Regions from separate parts of the Bicyclus anynana genome. Here region 2 is linked to region 1. The links are chromatin contacts, called in public Hi-C maps. All regions are on one chromosome and are shown on one strand. The core of a region is the stretch at or near the end of the contact, and the rest is flanking DNA. Distances in the headings are between cores, read along the strand shown.

Evidence for each region. Hi-C and Micro-C count contacts between places; a contact is called where the count stands out from the background.
Region 2: a Hi-C map of whole body shows a contact between it and region 1, with 3 times the contacts expected there. The contact joins the promoter of LOC112057903 here to the enhancer-like site in region 1. A contact is called at or near these places in 2 of 2 Hi-C or Micro-C datasets (whole body and whole larva).

What each region holds. Positions count from the first base shown.
Region 1 is chr14:1,469,415-1,474,703 of ilBicAnyn1.1, reverse strand. It overlaps LOC112057903, which reads left to right. Exons shown (of 7, transcript XM_052885342.1): 3 at 1,481-1,592. Among protein-coding and RNA genes, the nearest start is that of LOC112057919, 28 kb to the right of the region's middle. Within about 2 kb of position 2,748, at least 6 of the 8 cell types and tissues checked have open chromatin away from gene starts, as enhancers often do.
Region 2 is chr14:1,507,430-1,512,718 of ilBicAnyn1.1, reverse strand. It overlaps LOC112057903, which reads left to right and starts at 3,143. Exons shown (of 7, transcript XM_052885342.1): 1 at 3,143-3,378; 2 at 3,484-3,635. The coding sequence starts at 3,330. It overlaps LOC112057902 (kinase suppressor of Ras 2), which reads right to left and starts at 2,993. Exons shown (of 18, transcript XM_052885603.1): 1 at 2,676-2,993; 2 at 772-909; 3 at 75-213. The coding sequence starts at 2,840.

The DNA of each region.
Region 1 (5,289 bases), core at 1,499-3,998:
AACAAACAATTAGGTAGGCGCACCAAAGATTACATACATATATTGAACAAATAATAAAAATTTTAATAAAAAAAATACAACCGACTTCAAAACCTAAAAACGTACCCACTTAACTAAAAAGCGAAAAATAACATCATAATATGTTCTACCTGCTGATCAGTATGAAGGCGGTGCTAAGCCTCGAACGGGAAGGGAGGGTTCGGGGATGCACTTCGCTAGGGGACATAATTAGGTATTATAAATATTATAAAAACATAGTACCTAATTGTGTCCCTAATTTGTATAATTGTTAAAATAATTAGCATTATAGTGAAATTATGACCCTATTAAAGACCATCTTAAAAAAGGGTCAACTAGCCTATTATGAACTAATATCTTCTAAATAGATGGCTGGTCTCAGAGATTTGCCACGGCGTCCAAAATTCGGTTAGGTGGGCTTGGTGTTTATACCCACCACGTCATGCGCATGTGAGTTAGCGGACTTGAAGAATAGGCATTGAATTAGGTTATAGGTAACTAGTACATGCCGGCCTTGCGGTGCCGTTGCCTTGAACGGCGATCAATATGGCCCACCGGGCGCTTTGGAACTATGCTCTGAAATAACATTAACAGCCTATTAAGTACCATTGAGATGTTACTGCTTACCTGGGATGATAGTCACCATACGTTAGGCTTCAGTGGAACAGTAAAATTTTTGAATAAAATACGTGACTTTGATGTACTTCGTAAGTTCATTTGAGGAACTATGAAATGCAAGCTAATTAATAATATTAATCTTCTCAGGAAAAATATCATCATCATTATCATGTCAGCCGATGGACGTCCACTGCAGGACATAGGGGCCTTTTGTAGGAACTTCCAAACATAACGATTCTAAGCCGCCTGCATCCAGCTAATCCCTGCGACTCGCTTGATGTCGGCAGTCCATCTGGTGGGCAGAAAAAATATATAATAGGTTTAATAAAAACAAAAGCAAAATGAGATGTCAGTTTCTTTTATCTGGATCTTTCTGAATTATTCTAGATTTTTACATCTCTACGCAACTTTTTGATAAAGCATTTATCAATGTATAATTAGATATCATAATAAGCTCTGATAAAGTTGTTCCAGACGTAAAATGAGATTTATTTACGGTCACTATTCAGAGATTTTGTTTTTACTTTGGGTCTTTGTATTATTAAAATTTCACTCGTTTCCCGTTTACCTAATCGAATTGCCGCGTAAAAATTACACATTCTACTTCCCCGTGGTTCAAAATCACGTTAAAGCTTTCGATCCCGTTGACTTCACTTATCACAGTGATCGTTACAAATTCAAACATTTATCACCCTAAGCTAAGCAATTTTGGAGCATTGAAGCAGCGTGATGGATCTAAGCTATAAAACCGCACTCCTGTGAGAAGGGAGCCTGGGCCATGTAGTGGGCGGTAATGATGAAGACTAAGAAATAGCACCTACTAAGCAAGCTACGTTTGTTACAGCAAGACGGCAGCATAGGACTCACGCGAGTGGGCGTCGACGACGAAGGCCTGTACGAGTGTAGCGTGGAGAACGAGACAGCGTACATCGACAGAGTCAATCTCACAGTCAGAAGTGAGTGCAACACTATTTGTTACAGCAAGACAGCAACGTAGGACTCAGGCGAGTGGGCGTCGACGACGAAGGCCTGTACGAGTGTAGCGTGGAGAACGAGACAGCGTACATCGACAGAGTCAATCTCACAGTCAGAAGTGAGTGCAACACTATTTGTTACAGCAAGACAGCAACGTAGGACTCACGCGAGTAAACGAGTGGTAAAAATTGAATCCTAATACATATGTTTTCTGTGTCCTAAGCTTGGCGAGAAGAATTGATGAATTATTTGCAGTCGTAGACTCTTTTTCAGCTTGGGAAGAAAGTCATATTACTAGAAAAATGTTGAATGTGCAAGTGGAAGGTCATAAGAGGAGAGGTAGGCCAAAGAAGAGATGGTTGGATTGTGTGTAAATGGAGTGGATGATGAGTTGACAAGTAATAGAGACGAATGGAAAAGATTGACATATTTTTCCGACCTCACTTAAGTGGGATTAGGGTAAGGAGATGATGATGATGAGATTCTTTTTCATCTAACAAAAAGATCTAGTTCCGCTTAAAGCAACCCTGTAGGTATTAAAATAGTACAATAGTGTCTAGGTCTATCGCAGGATACAACACATGTAAATGGATAAAATAGATCACAATGTTAAATTACACGTATGAGTATAATAGTGGAAATCACGCAAACATCTGTCATTACATAAGCCATTTGGTCACGGAAAACAATGAATGCATCCAATCCGTTGCGCGTTGATCCGACGCCCGGGAACAATGTGAACTGCGAGAAATTGAACACTTCATACAGGTGTGTTTATGTATGGCGGAATGGAATTTGGCTTGTCATGTGAATAAAGGTCGGCTAACATCAGATGGACTATTTGATCGTTTATTATAAACTTATTGATTCATCAATATCAACCCATATATAGGCTCACTGCTGAGCTCTAGTATCCTCTCAGAATGAGAGATATTTAAAGCACGTAATATTTAATTTCTTAAAACGTACATAACTGAACCTACGCCCTCCGAATCGAATGCCGAGGTCATATCTGGGCTATCACGGCTCTTCAGCAGCCAATGTAGTGCTCAGTTTTAAACCCTGTGCTCAGCACATAATGGTACAGACCTAGATGTAGATACTAGTGCTGAGTGTAGCGAGTGGTCGCTGCTCGCCGTAATGACAGTCATTATGCGGCCTTCGCAGCGCTCGCCCGTCGCGTCTTCATGTACAATGCGGAGCGTAGGGTGACCATTGAACTTGGAAAAACTTAAGCAGATTCCCATTTTTTAATGAAACTTCTTTAGACACTATTAGACCAATGAACTACGCGTGATCATCGCTCTGAGATACATGTTACTCGTATATATAGACGCCGCGCGGTTTCACTCGCGTGGATAGAATATGCTGTAGGCTATCCACTTGTATGTACACGTGGATAGCCTCAGCATTCCTCGATAAATGGGCTATCTAATATGAAAGAATTTTGCAAATCGCACCAGTAGTTTCTGAGATTGGCGCGTTCAAGCAAACAAAAAATTAAACAAACAAACTCTTCAGCTTTATAATATTAGAATAGATAGCAGACGCCACGCGGTATCGCCAACGTAGTTTCCGTTCCCGTAGGAATACGGAGATAAAATATATCTGCACCCGGGGATAGTAAAGCTTCCTAGCTGTGAAAAAATTTTTCGAATCGGTTCAATAGTTTCAGAGTCCATCCAATGCAAACGAACAAAAAATCATTCCTGTTTATAACATTAGTGTAGATATTTAGAATCATAGCAGACGCTCGCGACTTCGTCCGCCCTTAGACCTCCTTAATCCGGCCCTGTCCCAAAATACGGACATCTACTAACTATAAAGGCTTGTTCTGACTACTTTAGCAGTTTAGTCAAGTAGCGTAAATTTTAGCTGCTAAACATGTCTGAAAAGCAAAAATTTAGTCGAGCAGGCTAGTAAACAGTTTGGTCGAGTCAATCCATTTTTATTCTATGACGTTCTATAGGAAAATTTAATTCACACCTAAATTAATATATTTTAAGTATTATGATAAATTAAAAATATCAGTAAGTAGGTATTTTCAAATAATATCCGTCATTTTCATGAATCACGGAGCACCTACTGTGTCGGTATAATGGCGGAGGCAATTGACTAGATCGTCCCTGGTGTCATAGTGGGATTACAATGGACTAAATGACAAATTATTTACTATACAATTGATTTTGCAATATAATGGGATTTGCCTCAATTTTATCGGAAGATTGTTTTCTAATGTCAATCGTAACTCGTTAAGGTACAACGTAGGTTCTATGAGAGGGTTCGTATCATATTAATGAGAAAAGACTTTGTATAAATCATTAAATAATAATTACCTACTTTGATAACTAATTATTATGAGGCATATAAAATGAGCCATGATAGCCCAGTCGATATAACCTCTACCTCCGATTCCGGAGGGTGTATGTTCGAATCCGGTCCGTGGCATGCACCTCCAACTTATCAATTGTGTGCATTTTAAGAAATTAAATATCACGTGTCTCAAACGGTGCAGGAAAACATCGTGAGGAAACCTGCATACCAATCTGCATTGAGCCATCGTGGTGGACTATCCGGGGAAGTACTACCCCCGCCCATATTTCTATCGCCATGCAACATAGCTGTTTTCTGAGGGAATTTAAATTATGTATGTTGGTGTACGATTCAAAACTAGACTTAGTACAGTAGCAGTGGTTTTTGTTTTTAATCGTTTTCCAAAAAGGAGGAGGTTCTATGTTCGGCTGGATGTGAGCTTTTTAGCGATTATATCTACTCGTAACATGGTTATTTCAACCAAATTACCATGGGCCATGAATAATAACGTTTATTGACATCATCACCGTCTACCCACTATTTAACTAACACATCACAAAAGGTAAACTGTTACAAAACGCCTCAAGGCATTAGATGTATACATTTTTTCTTTGCCCGCAAATTAAAAACAAACAAAATTAAGAAACTCGCAATCCACATAGGCGAATTATTGTTCAAGGTCGTTTGCATTATTAACAGCTTTAACATTTCTATGGGTAGACCAAAGAAAGATTGTCAAATGTATAGCTATTTAAAGAACGCCGCCTGCACGAGGCATCTGCCAAAAACTGTTTGAGACAAACGGAGGGTATTTGAGATCCACTCGCGCCTCAAGCTTTACTTGAGATTGACAGCATACTTAAGAGTTAAAACAAAACTGAAGATTCCTCGAACTCTGGTATGTTTAGACGCTTTATTGTTAATAAAGGGATATTAGCCAAGTGGTCACAAGGTTAGGTACTTGCGATTTGGAGTCCATTTAATCTAACCGATTTAGTTTAATGCTTTATTATACTCTACATGGAGAGTTTGTGGGTTCCTGACACCAATTACTTTCTATAGGACCTGCCTCGCGAGAGGTAACATACACAAACTGTAGTTGCAGTTTGTATCTATGTATGCTGACAATTATTAACTTATTGTATGTGATATTCATGGTGAGTCCGACAAATAATTAACGCAAATATAGGGAACCATGATGATGGTACGTTTTTCTTCCAAGCCATCTTCCTGACTTCGGTGCGTCCGATACCAAAAATACCTCATGCACAATTTTAAAATAAACGTTTTTCTTTCAGTTTTTCCGAGCAGGAAAAATGAGACCTCGAACTTCATTCTTCCCAACGCCCTTGCAAGATACTTTTT
Region 2 (5,289 bases), core at 1,894-4,393, 38 kb before region 1:
GGTTAATAAAGTTTGTCAAGTCATCTTGTCATTTATTTAAAAAAAAAATATCAAAAATTCTCAATTCAGTTCACCTGTATAAGACTTTAGCCTCTGCATGGCCCGTATGAGCCGCAGCACCTCCTCGTCCCTCGCACCGCGCAGCATCACCCGCATCTCGCAGTCCGACCGCTCCCGCAGAGCTTCCAGTGTCGACACACGGGAGAGCACCACCTGAAACATCATCATTAACATCACACAAGAGCAAACAATCATTAAGACTACTAGGCCTTTTATTTTGTCGTCGATGAGATGTAATGTATGAAATCAAGAGACACGTTGAACACCTTGCTACAAGTTTATACTACATCTGATTGTCACTGTGCATGTCACTGCAGACGCGAGATGGACGCCGTAGTCTGGCCCTACCTTATGTAAGATTGAACGCAATGGGGTTTGTCAATTAGTGGTGAAGAAGTTCTGCAATGGTCCCACAGAGGCCTAGTAATTGCGCATATAGAGCATCAACACTGAGCACTTTCTACCACAGAACAAATATGACAAACCGTGGCATCCTTATGTGGAAATCCAATGAATTCTGAAAATGATATTTCTATTTTGAACATGAAATGAAATGCTTTGAAATGCCCTTCCGGCTGGTCTGTTTTTGTCATCTACAATTTGAACACCTTCAAGGCAAGAGTGAATAGGCATCTTCTACACATCTTGCCTGGATACTGCGCCTTGACCACAAGCTGTCATGAGAAGTGCTACACCATATTGTTATCTCACCTCTATAGCATCAACACTGAGCCCCACAACGTGCAGCCATTGCCGCAAGCTGGGCACGTGTCCGAGCTCACGTTGTATATCTTCTTTGAACTGCGCCTTGATTACTAGCTGTCTTGAAAAGTGTTTCACCAATTTGCTCTGTAAATAAAGTGGACTCATTACTTTTTTTCTATGACCACTGTCTCAGACTACACCATAATCATAGATTTATTTAGCTAGATACTGTATTAGTACAGTGAGGCTTGCAAGAACAGACACACTTTTTCTTTCACAGATATACCTCTTATCTATCCTTTTGTACTTATTACCCCTACACTTCCATCATCTTACTTAAATACTCATCCCCATATACTAACTATAATCCATCTTCCAAAGAGATACCTATGCTTCCTAGGTAGCCTGTCACAGACACAATGTGCAACAAGGACTCATTGTCAGGGACATGTACAGGGAGGATCAACTATTCTGCATAACATGCCTAATGTCACCCCATCAGTGTACAGTCTAAAATGTATGAAAAGTCACTAAGACTATTTGATTTTTAGAATTTGACTTTATTCAACCATTTCAGACTTGAGTTTTACAAAATATTTCTAAATCATCATCATTATCAAACACAACACACATTTGAGACACATGCTATTTAATTTCTTAAAATGCACACAAGTGAAAAGTTGGAGGTGCATGCCCCGGACTGGATTCAAACCCACACCCTACGGAATCAGAGGCAGAGCTCATATCCACTGGGCTATGACAGTTCTTACATATCTGTATTTCTAAATATAAAATTATTTGTAGAAGGAAAATTATATACAAAACTCATTAAAAAAGTTTGTTAGTAACAAATTGACCAGTCAAAACAATTGTTAATTTTTGGTTATACCAAAATTATGTGATATTATCATGAATAAATTTTGGTTTCACAAATATCAACTAGTTAACACAAAAAAATAAATATTATTTTAATATTCAATTGAAAAAAAAACACAGGTCATCAAACAAACACCAAACAATTTTATAAATACAACAATAATTACTATATAATGCATATTTTTTCCTCACCCTAAAATTTATTTTTAATGATTTTCTGTATTTGGTGTAGGCCTGTATATAGTGTACCCTTAAAAAGAACTTCTGTCCTAAATATGTAAATTTATACCCATTGAATTGCAAAATAAGTATTGTGTGTATTATAATTGAAATCAAGAAAGTAGGTGGGTGAAATCACCCCGTGTATGTGGAACTGGGTTTGAAATGTGTAAAACTGCTCTCTAAATATTATAAACTAGCTGATGCCCTACGGTTTCATCCACCCAATACCTGTTTCTGTTATAATATAGGGATAAAGTATAGCCTATGACACACAATAGCATGGCTTAGTGGAAAAAGAATTTTCAAAATCAGTTTAGTGGATCTAGAGATTATCCCCTACAATACCACAAACTTTACCTCTTTATAATATTATTTTTAATTTCTATTATAAATTAAGTTACTACCTATTTCCTATTAACTTTCATTCATTATGTAGGTATTACATTTTCATAATATTCATGAAAGTGGCAGAAAATTTTGAAGTTGAGTTACTCTACTATCGGGAAATATCATAAAGTTTAAAAAAAAATACGTAACATAGTTCGAAATAATGAATCTCGGCAACAAAACTGAAACATCTGTATGTTGAAAACGTTTTATAGTAAAACCGTAGTACACTGGCGTAGCAACCTTCGTGTACGTAAAATAGGGCAGTTTCAGCTCAAGGCTACTGGATATGCGCGCGCTCACACTTTCTACAACGGCAATGAACTGTTACAGAGATCCTTGAAGTTCAGGCCTGGCAAGCAATTCAAGGGCATTATCTTATTTCCATAACACAGTACCCGTATTTCTGACCGCAGCCCTCTTACCTCCAGGGTCCGGATCTCCTGTTGCGTCAGTTCTGCGCTCGTCGAGCATACTGTCCTCAAACCCTCGAGCCTTTTCGCCGAAACGTCTATCATCGACTGCAGTGTCTCTATAGTCTGAATTGCATCACGGATTCTCTTCTTTTCGTTCTCGCTCTCTGCATCCATTACAAATATCACAACACTATACACAATCCGCTAATCACTACTTATAAGTAAAAAACTCTTTATTCATTATAAAAAATAAATATGAATATACAAAACATTGCAGGTATTGTATTGCCGATACAGCGGCCATGTCCGAAGAAAATCTATATTTCTTGTCTATGACAACTTTCTTGTCATAATCGTCTACCGATAGACAAACGTCTGACAGTTGACAGCTGTTTTCACTTTTCTTTGGTAGTTTTTACAATTTTGATAGGGTAACATTAGTTACTGCCACAAAACGTCAAAAAAATCAACAAAAAATTTAGTCTATGATTTAAACCAATGGAGTGAGGACGTTTGTTGTGAGATTTGTTTCCTATTATTTTTGCCTTCCGTCGCTAAATATCTGTGTAATGTAATAAACTAGTTAGAAAAAAATCTTTTTTACTTCACGTGTAAATAGTGATTGTGATTTTTTTCTTAGAGTTTAGATGTAGACACAGTAGCATGTTTCTTAAACGCATATTGGTGCCTCTGCTCTGCCTTGGAATAGAAGGTAAATAAATAACATTGAATTAAATAATAAATAGTTGTTGTATGCACCCGATTTCTTGTTTTATTAAACTTCACGGACGTTGATTATTTTTATTTATGTGCGCAGTTCCGCGAACCTTCGGCGAGGAGGTGGAAATTCGGCAAGTGGAAGCGGACAAGGGAACGAATGTTACGATCCCCTGTGGTGGTCTGCTGGTGATTCCACCTCCCAACGTCCAATGGGTTCATAGAGGCAACCGCACGCACCATGAAGTGTTGGTAAGTTTTCATTTGAAAAACGATCACGTAATTATATCCGTACATATTTATAGCCTTCATTTTTTAGTTGAAAATCTAAAATATAGTTGTGTTCTCGTATATACAACATTTTTTAACTAAAGACAAAATACTTACTATAAAAATAAAGTAAGAACCTATAATTATTAGGTATGATGTGAATAATTTGTTTAAAAACAATAATGAGGCGTTTTTATTATAAAAGCGAGTTGTATTTATTATTGCGCGAACTCATAATAGCCCATTGAAAATTATTGCTTACGCGTTATAAATTACACCATAAAATAGGTATAACATTTTAATAGCTACGTTTTTTTTAATTATTCACTACTAATATTAAACGCAAAAGTTTGTGTGGATGTTTGTTACTCTATAACGCTGCAACTACTGAACCGATTTGGCTGAAATTTCTAACTATTACTTTTCATCACGGAAAAATCCATAGATCCCGAGGGATTTGTAAAAAACTAAATTTTACGCGGACGAAGTCGCGGGTCCGCTAGTTTTAAAATATTATTTTCATTTGCTATGTCTTCGTTCTAAAACAATAAGTCTGAAAATTGAGTTCTCTTGAACTTCTAGCTAAAAAAAATAAACAAGAAAAAACATAATGTACCTACCTATAACATAATCTTCATTATATTATTAGGTATGTTTAGTCACAACTTGTTAAAATAAAGTCATAATAATGCAAACCGCAAGCCAAAGACTTCCTTCTCAGAGAAAATCCATTTTCCTTACTCCCGGTCAAAGAGCCTAATACATTGGTAGATTAACCAAACCAAAGATATCATTACCAAACAGTAGTACAGGCAGACCTTTTCCTATTTTTTTAATTTAATGTTACATACAATTAATTACTTTGAACTTGTGATATGACCTCTTGTTTCAACTCATTGTACAATAGACAATCATGAATCATGAAACATAACTCATTTTTAATTTGTACTATTCAATAGCAATGTGGTTTTACATGATACAACTGTTTAGGGGTTGAATGAAACACAGTAATCCAATGCGACTCGAGTTGCGACGCATCGTAAGAAATGACGAATTTTTAGTAGTGTCGCTTTTTTACACAAATTCGTTTCGCCGTTGTGTTTCAACCCAAACCTGGGGTTATCAGTAGCGGTTTCCCCCACATAGTTCCCGTTTCCATGCGAATACGGGTATAAAATATAGCCTATGACAATCACAAATAACGGTTTTCTAGTAGTAAAAGAATTTTCAAAAACGGTTCTTTAAATCCAGAGTTTACCCCTACCAACCAATCACCAACCATCCAATCTAGAAGTATTTTCTTTCAAACAAAAAAAAATCAAAATTGGTTAAGAAATGACGAAGTTATGAGGTTCCTCCTTTTTTTGAAGTCAGTTAAAAATATGTTGTTAAAACTTTTCCTTCATTAAGCGTCCTTTGCCCACACTCAAGGAGCAAGAGACAATTGAATAAGATTTTACAATCGCAACGCAACTTGAGTCTTTGCCAAAAAAATTGCCTCCGTATAAAATATCGAAGAAATTTGCTCTATTGAATTCGAATCTTCGAATTACTCATAGACAATAAGTATTGATTCAAGGGTTTTTTTTTTTATTTTTTACCGACTTGATAAATGGAGTTATACATATAGTCAAAC